Regions from separate parts of the Mus musculus genome. Here regions 2 and 3 are each linked to region 1. A link is a contact called in public promoter capture Hi-C data. All regions are on one chromosome and are shown on one strand. Each heading gives the region's core, a stretch centred on a gene start, on an enhancer-like site or on the middle of the called end of the contact. The rest is flanking DNA. Distances are from core to core; before and after follow the strand shown.

Evidence for each region. Promoter capture Hi-C pulls out the DNA fragments that hold promoters and counts their contacts. Capture Hi-C pulls out chosen DNA fragments and counts their contacts.
Region 2: a promoter capture Hi-C map of liver shows a contact between it and region 1. The contact joins the promoter of Clip3 here to the promoter of Prodh2 in region 1. A contact is called at or near these places in 9 of 39 promoter capture datasets (the C10 cell line, the HPC-7 cell line, cranial neural crest and 4 more), 2 of 15 datasets of contacts at CTCF or cohesin (large pre-B cells and pro-B cells), 5 of 484 Hi-C or Micro-C datasets (B cells, CD8 T cells, the G1E-ER4 cell line and 2 more), 7 of 115 datasets of contacts at active chromatin or transcription factors (bone marrow-derived macrophages, embryonic stem cells, large pre-B cells and 1 more) and 5 of 9 other capture datasets (adipose tissue, embryonic stem cells, liver and 2 more).
Region 3: a promoter capture Hi-C map of neural stem cells shows a contact between it and region 1. The contact joins the promoter of 4930479H17Rik here to the promoter of Prodh2 in region 1. A contact is called at or near these places in 27 of 39 promoter capture datasets (the 3T3-L1 cell line, 3T3-L1-derived adipocytes, the C10 cell line and 17 more), 2 of 15 datasets of contacts at CTCF or cohesin (embryonic stem cells and large pre-B cells), 76 of 484 Hi-C or Micro-C datasets (3T3-L1-derived adipocytes, B cells, the C2C12 cell line and 54 more), 19 of 115 datasets of contacts at active chromatin or transcription factors (astrocytes, embryonic basal ganglia, embryonic forebrain and 11 more) and 5 of 9 other capture datasets (adipose tissue, embryonic stem cells, liver and 2 more).

What each region holds. Positions count from the first base shown.
Region 1 is chr7:30,491,591-30,495,223 of GRCm38.p6, reverse strand. Prodh2 (proline dehydrogenase (oxidase) 2) reads right to left here and starts at 1,566. Exons shown (of 10, transcript NM_019546.5): 1 at 1,367-1,566; 2 at 1,096-1,292; 3 at 874-1,012; 4 at 700-786. The coding sequence starts at 1,540.
Region 2 is chr7:30,289,738-30,293,370 of GRCm38.p6, reverse strand. Clip3 (CAP-GLY domain containing linker protein 3) reads right to left here and starts at 1,676. Exons shown (of 14, transcript NM_001360763.1): 1 at 1,529-1,676; 2 at 1,005-1,216. The coding sequence starts at 1,170. It overlaps Thap8 (THAP domain containing 8), which reads right to left. Exons shown (of 3, transcript NR_144498.1): 3 at 3,134-3,633.
Region 3 is chr7:30,352,035-30,355,667 of GRCm38.p6, reverse strand. 4930479H17Rik (a long non-coding RNA gene) reads left to right here and starts at 1,722. Exons shown (of 3, transcript XR_881936.2): 1 at 1,722-2,417. Lrfn3 (leucine rich repeat and fibronectin type III domain containing 3) reads left to right here. Exons shown (of 3, transcript NM_175478.2): 3 at 1-154. The coding sequence ends at 30.

The DNA of each region.
Region 1 (3,633 bases), core at 317-2,816:
CAGAGCAGGAGGCCGGGGGAGAAGGATACATGTAGGAAAAAGAAGAACCCACAAAAATAGCAAAGACCAGCTATACCAGAAACAATAGTACATGCCTATATCTCTAGTGGGGTGGAGGCAGGAAGATCAAGAGTTCAAAGGCATTCTTGGCTATACAGAGAGTTCAAGACCAGCCTGGGATGCATGTCTTAAAAACAAACCCACCAACATGTGTGAGTGTGTGTGTGTGTGTGTGTGTGTGTGTGTGTGTGTTATGTTATAGATGTTCTGCCTGCATGCTTGTATGCACACTACAGGTGTGCCTGGCACCTATGGAGGTCAGGAGAGACGGCTGCATTTTCTGGAACTGGAGTTGTAGATTGCTATGAATCACCATGCGGGTGCTGAAAACCAAACCTTGGTCCTCTGCAAGAGGGCTCTTGACTGCTGAGCCATCTCTCCAGCCAGTGCTTTTGAGGCAAGTCTCACTCTACAGCCCAGGCTTCAGCTTCCCACGTGCTGAGATTACAGGCATGCACGACCATGCTCAGCAACTGACCAACAGGTCTTATTCGTGTCCTGCCCTCTGTGGAGAAAGCGCTGTTGGTCTGATCCCTTCTCTGGATAGCTCTTCACCCCCACACTTCCCTTAGAACTCCAAGAGTCCCATGTTTATCCAGGCCAACCATATCCTCAGTGAGGAGCACCTGCATTCCTTACCCGACCCGAGTCCATGGCTTCTGCCAGCCTCTCAGGGCTCAGCTCCGAGGAGCCTCTGGGTCTTTGGATCCAAGCCGACAGCTCTTTCTGAAATGGGTTGGTGGCTGGCATGGTGAGGGTGTCCTGGTGGGCAGCCACCCCCACATCGCCACCCCCATCTCACTTGTCACTTACACAAAGCCGAGTGCTGGCTAGCGCGGTCACCTTCAGCTGCATGAGGCTGTTCCTGGCTGGGCCGTGGGCGTCCACGAGGGCTCGGGATAAGTCCACACAGCGCAGCATGGCGCTAAGGTTCTCCTCATACCAGACCTCACTGCCCGGCCAGTGGAGGTCAGCTTCCAGAGCCCCCTTCCTGCCCACTCCATCCTCCCTTCTACCCTTCCTCTCTCTACTCACCTGGTCTTGGCAGTGGAGTCTGGTTCCTCCTCGGTGGGTACTGCCAACAGGGGCTGGAGTCCCAGGGCCTGCAGCTGCCCGACACAGTTCCTCACTTCCTCTGCTGTCTCCCCGGCCACAAACTGCCCGTAGATGGATGCTCGAAGAAGTGCGCCTGAGAGCCGGGATCCCAGGAGTCGCTGAGACCAGGCCTGAAACTGGGTGACAGGGAACACATGCTCAGAGCCAGGTCTGGGAGACTTCCAGGCCAGACCTTGTGCCTACTGCTCACCGCTAGTCCATGAGTGACCAAAGGGGGCCAGGCGCATAGGCGAAGCACTAGCAAAGCCCGTGCCAGTTCTGCGGTTCCCTTGACATGGAAGGCCCCACCATCAAAGCGCAGGGGCTGCCAGCCACCTGTAGAGGGCTTGGAGGGGCCATACAGCGGCAGACGCGTCCAGATCATTGCAAGTGCCTGGTTACCACCACACTAGGGGAAGGGGCCAGGCAGATAGCAGCTGTACCAAATGCCCCTTGCCCAGCTGGGGGGCAGTTACTGATTAACTGGGCAAATCTTTAGGATAGCAGTCTCTTGGGGTGGTGGTGGAGGGTTAATAATTAATGGTTAGGGACAGAGGTCAGAATAACAGGACATGTACGCCCCCAGTGACAGCCCCCAATAACCTTTCAGCCTGACAGTACGACAGATCTCAGCTGTCCAGCTTGCATTGCTGAATAAGCAGTTGGGCCCGAGAGCAGGGAACTCCAGGTTCAAGGCAGCCGGGATTTGCAATCTTAGCTAAGTAACATCCTCTCTCTTGTTGCGATGATTTTTATCCTTCAGGGAGGAGCACTGCACAGTTCTTGTGTACACTTAAACTGCACACAGACCACAGCCCTGCTGTCCATCCTAAACATGTAGTTTGCAGAACTTGAACATGGGCATCAGGAAAAAAACAACCCAAATGTCCACCAAACGGGACTGGGTGAGGCATTGAGGTGGGTGCAGAGGGACCCAGGCAATGGGTACTCTTCAGCAATGAAAAAGTGAGCTGTCATGTGACACCAAGTCTTTTATTTATTTTTTTAAACAAATAAAAGATTGTTTGTTTTTATTTTATATGTATGCGTGTTTTGCATAACAAACGGCTGAGTACCACATGCCTGCAGTGCCCACAATGGCCAGAAGAGGGCATTAGATCCTCTGGAACTAGAGCCGTAGAGGGTTGTGAGCTGCCAAGTGGTTGCTGGAACCCTAATTTCAGTGTTTTGCAAGAGCAGCCAGTACTTTTAACTGTGGAGCCATCGCTCCAGCCCTGGATTGTTTGTTTTAATTTTTTCTTTGATCTGCCAAGTCTGCAAGGTGTGCACTGTAAAGCCATTTCCAATGACATGCCCCCCTTAGAGGTTTTTTTTTTTTGGTTTTTTTTTTTTTGGTTTTTCGAGACAGGGTTTCTCTGTATAGCCCTAGCTGTCCTGGAACTCACTTTGTAGACCAGGCTGGCCTCGAACTCAGAAATCCACCTGCCTCCGCCTCCCGAGTGCTGGGATTAAAGGCATGCGCCAACACGCCCGGCAGAGTATTTTTTAAAAGATTTAATTTTCATTATTTTAATTACCTGTGTGTGTCTGTCTGTCTGTTTGTCTGTCTGTCAATCTGTGTACATAAATGGAGGTACCCACTGAGAGGCCTCAGATCCACCAGGAGCTGGAGTTACAGACAATCTTGAGTCAACCAGCATGGTTGCTAGGAACTGAACGTGGGTCCTCTGGAAGAGCAACCAGGGCTCAAGTCTATGGAATCTTCTTTCCATCTCCACTACAGTATTAAAACAAACAAACACGCAAACAAACAGAGTCTCATACCCAGGCTGGCTTTGAACTCCCAGCAATTCTCCTGTCTCACCACAACCTCCAAGTGCTGGCTTTACAGGCATACAACACCATGCTCAAGATGTGGTATTTATATATGCTCATCTCCCCAGAGGATGATGCAGCTTGGAGACTCTTCAAATTCCACTGGGTGGGACTCCTGTGGGGTCACAGAGGCATTAACACAAGGACACGGAGCTAGCAGTGTGGGAGCATAAAAATAAACCATGAGACGGTGTGGTTCCTTGCACCCGCAACCTCGGCACGGACGAGGCTGAAGCAGGGGACCTCAAACAAAGCAAAACAAGACAACAAAAACCATCCAACACCCCCCCCCCCCGCCACACACACACACACACAAATGAGAAGAGCTGGAGAGACCAACTCAGCAGTTAAGAGTATGGGCTACTCTTCCAGGTCCCATCCAGTCCAGATCTAACACCCTTGGATGCACGCACAAACATGCTAGAAAAACATACATAGAGGAAATAGATGTATCATGAGACGCTAAGTTGGCTCAGTGGGCAACGGTGACTGTTGACAAGCTCGGTGACCTGAGTTCGACCCTTGGGACACATAAGGTGGACAATGAGAACTGACTCCCACAAGTTGTCCTCTGACCAATGCATGCACTCTGTGGCATGTGCATGCTGGCTCACATTCACACAAAACAAACAAACAAATGTA
Region 2 (3,633 bases), core at 427-2,926, 200 kb after region 1:
GCATTCCTGCCCCAGGCCTTTGCACACACTCTTCTGCATTCCTGCCCCCGGGCCTTTGCACACACTCTTCTGCATTTCTGCCCCAGCCTTTGCACACACTCTTCTGCATTCCTGCCCCAGGCCTTTGCACACACTCTTCTGCATTCCTGCCCCCGGGCCTTTGCACACACTCTTCTCCAACTGGAGCTATTGGTCCAAGCTGCTTACAGCTGCTTCCTCCTGGTGCTTCTGGCCTCAGTCTGCAATGCACCTAATCAGAAAGAGCCAGCAACTACCCGCGTCTTCTGCTGGATGTCTCGCCTTTTGATACTTTGACAGCACACACTCCACTGTGCACAGTGAAGGTAGTATGTCCCTTCACTTGTTGGGTCTCTCTGAGAGCAAGGCTGATGCCTGAATCCTCCGTCCTCCACGAATGAAGACACTTCGTTTCCCCAGTTCCTCTCAGCTCCTCCCTCACACCCCTCCACCCCAGACCCTTGACTCCTGTGTTTAATTCTCCTGCAGCCTCCTCCTCCCTGCTCCGACCTGGGTTTTCCCCACATGCTACCTCTTAAGGGGAACCCTGTCTTTAAAAGCTCTTGCAGCATTCTGTGCTTGATAAAATCAATCTCATTGTCTCCTGTAATCTCATATTTAGCCTCATTTGTGGGACTGCGATTGGGGAGTTCTCTTGGCAAAGTCTTAGGAAAATCTTGCTCTGTGCTGTAGCTCCAGTTCCTAGCATAAAGTTAGGCTCGCAGTAGCTTCCAGACAGTGTTTGTTGAATGACTAAACGACTGAATTGATATGTCATGAATGGAGGACTAGAATTTTTCCAACCCCCATTCTCTAACAGATGATAGTGTAATTAACGAAGGAGAGCAGTCTAAAGGGCTCATCAACTAAGACTCCAGTGGACCACCTTCAGCATGCCCCCATCATCACCATCAACACAGCTCAGCCAAGCCACCCACCATCACCTAAAGCTCCAGACTAGATTCTAGGGTGGGGACAGTGGTTACCGTAGTCTTTGGGGAGCGGAGCAGGTGCTGAGGGGTGCACAACTGGCTTCTGCCGGCGCTCCTGGGTGGGGCTGGGGGCTTCTGGAACTGGTTCGTCTTCTTCCTCCTCCTCTTCCTCCTCCCCTCGGGGCGGAGGGGCCATTGGGGCAGGATCCGTCTTAGTCATGGTCCTCTGTAGCCCTTGGGGGCCTGTGCAAAGTTGGGGGGGTGGCCTGGAGGCAAACCCTTAAGATATAGGTCAGCATGAGAGGGCTCCCCACAGCGCGGGGGTCCAAGCCCCTTCAAGAGCCACGGGCGGCCCCCTAGTCCCCAGCTCTGGATTTGGGCAACCAAAGGGATCCCCGTTACTCGTTAGAAGGCCCAGGGATATGGGCCCCAATGCCTGCCACTTCTCTCAGGCCCAGCCTCCCATTCTTCTCTTCGGGTGCCAGGCCCCTGGGTCTCGGCCGCCCCCTCCCGGGGTTTGTTTATCTAGGGATGCAGGATGCTTCGCCCCTCCCCTTCTCCCCAGCCTCCCATCTTACCTCAGATGGCGCCGATTGGAGAGCAAGGCTGGGACTGAAGAGAGTTCAGGAGTATCGGGGTGTCAGTGTCGGGGGACGAGATGGGGGACGAGAGGGAGACAGAGAGAAGGGGACGAGGCCCAGACGCTGGCGGGGGATGGGGATGGAGAAGGAGGGGCGCTGGCGGAGCATGCGCAGTGACAAGACGCGGGGGAGGAGAAGCTGGGAGACAGAGCGCTGAGGCAGACGCTGGAGGCCACGGGAAGGGGCTAGACACTCGGGATCTCCAGAGGAATGGGAGATAGTCCCCTGGAAGGATGTGACAAACATAGAGTTGGAACAGGATGAGGTAGACAGAAGGACTAAAAAGACATGGGTGGGAACGGGTGTTTTCCTCCACTTAGCAAACCAGGTCGTGTTTAGCAGTGGTGAGTCTGGTACTGTGTCAGCCCTTTGTAAACTTCAGTCCTACTCCTTCTATGCTCATCCCACGTCCCACGTAAAGGGAGGGCCACATTTTTCTCTTCACTCTTACCCTCATCACCCAGGACAGAAAGGTTAGCCACCTGCTCAAGGATGGTGGTACTTGAACCAAGCTTTGTGGTTGCGGTAGTGTAGAGAGGTGACCAACGGTCTCTGGGTGCCATCTCTAAAAATATGTATCACTTCTAGCTCAGGGCCACCTCAGCCTCACACCTGCCTGGCCTTATCTATTACACCACAAATCACCGTGGCTTCGGCCTTCCACCTCTTCCTTCTAATGGGCAGACTGGGAATTTCCTCTTCGAGATAGTTCCAGAATTTTATCCTGCCTCTCCCTGCCTGGACCAGCCTCAGCCTCCTCTATTCTCTCTGTCCTCAGCCTGGCTGAACTGGTGCCGTAATAACAAGCTCTGCCTCTGGACCTTGCTGGACTCAGACACATTTGCTTGCCTGACACCAACCCCAGCAATAGCCAGTGTTAGTAGGTATGGTACAGGCCTACAACCCTGGCACTTAGGAGGCTGAAGACGGAGGCCTTGGATCCAGAGCCAACCTGGGCAACATAGCAAGAACCAATTACAATCGCTTCCTCCTCCACCTCCTCTTCCTCTTCTTTCTCTTCCTCTTCCTCCTCTTCCTCCTCACACACACACTCTCCAGTGTGGTCCACCATAGCCCACCATGTCCCTACATGACCTTGCCTGTCACCTCTCCATCTTCACCTTCCCTTAGGATCCACTTAGTTCACTTCACTACATCTGTACCACATCCTCACAGTCTCTTCTGCCTAGGAACTCTTCCCACAGACACCTGGATGGTTCCCTCCCTTCCCTCTTAGTATTTTACCCATAAGTACCTTTTCAGTGACATCTTTGCTCTTTATAAAAATTGTACCCACCCCCTTAGGTGTTCTCTAGGGCAATCCAGCCGTCCTCACTGTGATGGCCCAGATGGTAGGGGCTCTGCAGAGTTGCTCTTACCCTGGCCCAAGTGCCCTCCAGACAGGCTCCCTCTCCACCCACGTGTCACAGACACACTGCTGTCAGCCCCTCTCCTTCAGTCTTGATTGGCTCGGAGTGATTTGGTTTATTAGTTAACTAGTTCACCTTCTTCTCAAGCAGACATGAACTCAAAGGCAGGCATGGTTTGAGGCTGTGTCACCCCACAACAGGTGTTAGCAGGCCTGCTCATTTGTGACACGGTTGCAAATGGCCTAAGCTAGCCTTGAACTTGCTGTCATTCTCCTGCCCCTGCCTTCCTCTTGGTAGGATTACAGGATTACAGGCCTATTTTGGTTGGCGGGTGCTGGATGGAACTCGGGGTGGGGTGGGGGGTGGCTCTTATAGGCAAGCCCTCTACTGCAAGGCCACTCCTACACCCCCACAGATACAGAAGGCTCTTTAACACTGGACCCTGGTTTAAAGCAGAGACCCTGCAGGTGGAGCCAGTGTCCTGGTTGCCAGTCCCAGAGGCTCTCAGACAGTACAATGGACGCTTGTGTGCGCAGGCCAGCAGGCTCTCCCAGTACAGCTGCCACACCAGCTGTTCCAAAGCTCACAGCTGTGCCCGGTGCTGCTCTTGGTGTCTCTGAACCTGTGAACTCGTTGTTTCGGCACCCCATGAGTAGCCTGGTGTTGGTCAGG
Region 3 (3,633 bases), core at 473-2,972, 140 kb after region 1:
GGGCCCAGTCACGAACCTGCAGGACCCTAGCCAAGGGCCCACCTCTATGGTTCCTCTGGTCCCAGGGACACCCCTCGGGACCTGGCCTCAGACTCACCAAATTGCTCACGGTTTTTAAAACTCTGATGGGGAGGGTGTCGGGGGCACCGGGGCACAACAAGAAAGTCCTATTTTTCTAAGCTCGGGCTGTTCCTTTGCCCTTGTCTGTCTGTGGGGACTGAGGGGTGCTGCGGAGGGTATGGGGGCGGGGGTTGAGGAACATCCCCTGAGGAAGGCACTTCCTGTCATTCAGCTTGGGGTCTCTGCAGAGGAGTTGAGGATAGTCATCTATAGTCATCCATATAAGCACTGGACGTTCTAGGGACCGAGCTGTGCTGTGGCTTGTGCTGGGGACTCTGACCCAAGCTGCCTTGCCCTCAGTCCAGTGGGAAACATGTCTTGAGATAGCCATACTCCAGAATACAGAGTTGAGGGATGCCCAGGGGGTTGTGTGCCCCCCCCACCACCGAAGAGGAACCTGAAGTATAGTTCAGGGAAGGCTTCCTGGAAGAGGAGGGATGTAATCTAAGTAGCATATCTGAAGGAGAGCATTGGGCAAAGAGCAGAAGGGAAGGCTCCAGGTGGAGGGCATAACATGAACAAAGGCTGGGTATTACCAGGCATTGGGTTGCTGCGGTACTGGTGAGGTGGGAGGGGCCAGCATCTGAGTGAGGTGCTCATGATGGCTAGCCACGGAGGATTTCATGCCTGGGGGCCGAGTGGGGGAGGTTGTGGGTGGGTTTCTAGTGCTTCTTGAGGGAGGTGAACCAGAGGCAAGGAATCCGTGGGAAGCCAATGTAGGGGTGAGGGTGGGTCAGGACCAACTTCAACCAGGGAAACATTGGAAGAGAAGAGTGGATGACACAGCCATTCAGGAAAGTGAGCAGATGGATCACAGTGCTCAGAGACCATGAGGGAGGGGCTTATCTAGAGTGATGCTCTGGGCTCTGGCCAGGGGAAAGTCCTCCAGGCTGCCCTGGCTGAGGACGAGGGAGCAGGGGCACAGCAGAGATGCTCTGTGGTCAGGGTGGGACTCTGCAGATGAGGGACCAGGGGAGGGCGAGTGGGGAGGGGAGATGGAGACGTTGGAGCCAAGGATAGAAAGCAGGGCTTAGCAGACAGAGTATCCCACCCCTATCATCCTCACACCTCAGGAGACAGAGGCAGGAGACCAGTAGTTCAAAAGCTGACACTTCAGCATGAGACCCATCCCCCCCCCAAAAAAAACCCAAAAGAATCTGGGAGCAGTCGCAAGATTGAACCATCTACTGGGGTTTCAGTCTTTAAGGTAGAAACGGAAAGCTTTTGGCAGCTGCACATGGAGGTGAAGGTGAAAAATGTCCCAAGAGACTGGTGTGTTTGCTAGGGGAAAGGTTACAGTGGGGGGTTGGGGGGTGGAGAGTCAGTGCCACATTGAACCAATCTAGCAGATATGAGTGTGGACAGGGACTGAGCCCTGGTTCAGCGTGAGTCAGAGCACTTGGCCTCATGTCTTTCCTGAGCTGGTCCCCACTGTGTCACTGCCCGGGGCCCCCTCACACAAGTGTCCTGGAAGTTTATAGGATCAGACACTGGGCATGGAAAAGGCCAGGCCTCATTAGAGGTGCAGGAATGGGGTCAACAGCAAGAATAGCACCCCCCCCATGCAAGTAGCTTCTCTGATGGCAGCAGGGGGGGGGCGGAGCAGGGGGGGGGGACGGGGAAGGGCCTGTCAGTCACCTGAGGTAAGATGATGTTAGGATCAGGGTGAAGACAGGCTAAGAGTAAACTGGAATTCTCTCGGTTTGGTACAAAGAATGTTCTGGTGAGATGACAGAACCTATTTTTCATGGTGGAACTTGAGACCTTCAAAATGCCCACCATTAACCATGGAGATGAGGCACTCAGCTCCCCAGTCCTGCAGCATCCCGAGGTCCTTTGTCATTTTGTTACTCTCGAGTAGCTAAGATCATGTGAGGCTATCAACAAATCACAGCATAAGCCTTGGGCCATGGGAGTTAGCAAGTGGGAAGGCTGGCTCAGTGCCACCTAGGAAATACCCACTCCCACCTTAAGGGGGAGCCAGAGTGCACCGTTCATAAACCTGTTGTTAAAATTTGAACTGTGTGCTAGGTCATGGGGCAGATTCGGGTACAAGTCCTGCCCTGCCCTGCCCTGCCCTGCCCTGCCCTGCCCTGCCCTGCCCTGCCCTGCCCTGCCCTGCCCTGCCCTGCCCTGCCCTGGCAGCATTTGTGACACGCACAAATGTTAAATAGGGATGTGTAGGCAGCAGAGGTGGATTTGACTCCAGCTGAGGAGTTAAGTCCCAAGCCGAGGCTGGAGGTAATTAGCAAGCAGTGGGAACAGTGTTCAGTGGACATGGAACGGCATATGATAAGGTATGCATTGTGAGAAAAAGGGAGAGGGAGGGAAGCCAGAGGTGAGATGGAGTGAGGGAAGGGAATTGTCATAATATCAGGCAGGAAGCGGGCGATGTAAAAGCCCTGTAAATTCACCAGAGGAGGGAGGATTCCATTCTAACTGACATGAGAAACCACTGAAGGTTCCTTCTGTCTTGTTTTCTTTGAGTTGGGGTTCTCACAACATTAGCCCCAGTTTGGATTCATTGTCTAGCTCAGGTTTCCTGACCTCACTCATGACCCTTCTGCCTGGGCCTCCTGAGCCCAAGGATCACAGGCGTGCACCGTCACTCCTGGCCACTGGAGGATCCCGGGCTATGAGGATCTTCCCGGATCTCAAGGAAGCTCCCATGGCAGATTTTGTGTGTGTGGAGGGCCAAGGGGAAGCACGGGGAAACTGAGGAGGAAGACACTGCAACAGTTCTGGCAGAAGGCTGTCTTAGACCAGGCTAGACCTGAGCTGACATCAATGACAGCAGCAGGCTCCTCCTTTCCTACCCCGAAGAGGACAGTGTGAACTACTAGCAGCTGGTCCAGAAGAGAGGGAAGGAAGGTTGTAGAAAGTAGGGGAAGAGGGGGAGGCCCGGGTCTCCAATCCCAGGATCCATCCCATAGAGCTGATTTGTCTGTAGGAAGAAGTGACCTTTGGCAAGCCAAGTACAAGGCAGCCAGCAGATAGAGGCCAAAAGAGGCTGAGGCTGTTGAGGTGGATCCAGGCCCAGTACACGGGGCTAGAATGGAGATGCACACCCAGTACCAGCCTACGACAGGTGTGGAGGCATGTGAATGGAGAATGATAGTGGTGATAGCAAAGTCCCCTGGAACTTCACAAGACACCCAGACTGCCCCGCACCCCTGTGCACAAACAAACACCGCCGGCATCTAGGATTTCAAGTTAAATAGCCTTGCCCAGCCGAAGCCACCCGCTCCCTGAGGTCAGGATATGATGTCTACTGCCCATCGCCTCTCTAGTCAAAGCAATCTGGCCACCAAACCTAGGCTGCTGAGGCACTGTCTCCTGGTGACTGCTGTCTGGGTTCTGTACTGTCCTCGAACCATACTGCCTAGCCACAGCTCTTGGGGTGACTGGAGCTGGTGTGAGCCCATAACATCAGGAGATTCCCATGATCCTCTGGCAGGCCTTCCTTGAGGCCAAGCTTCTGCGGCCCTTCCCATGGGCTCCTAGGTGGGAGAA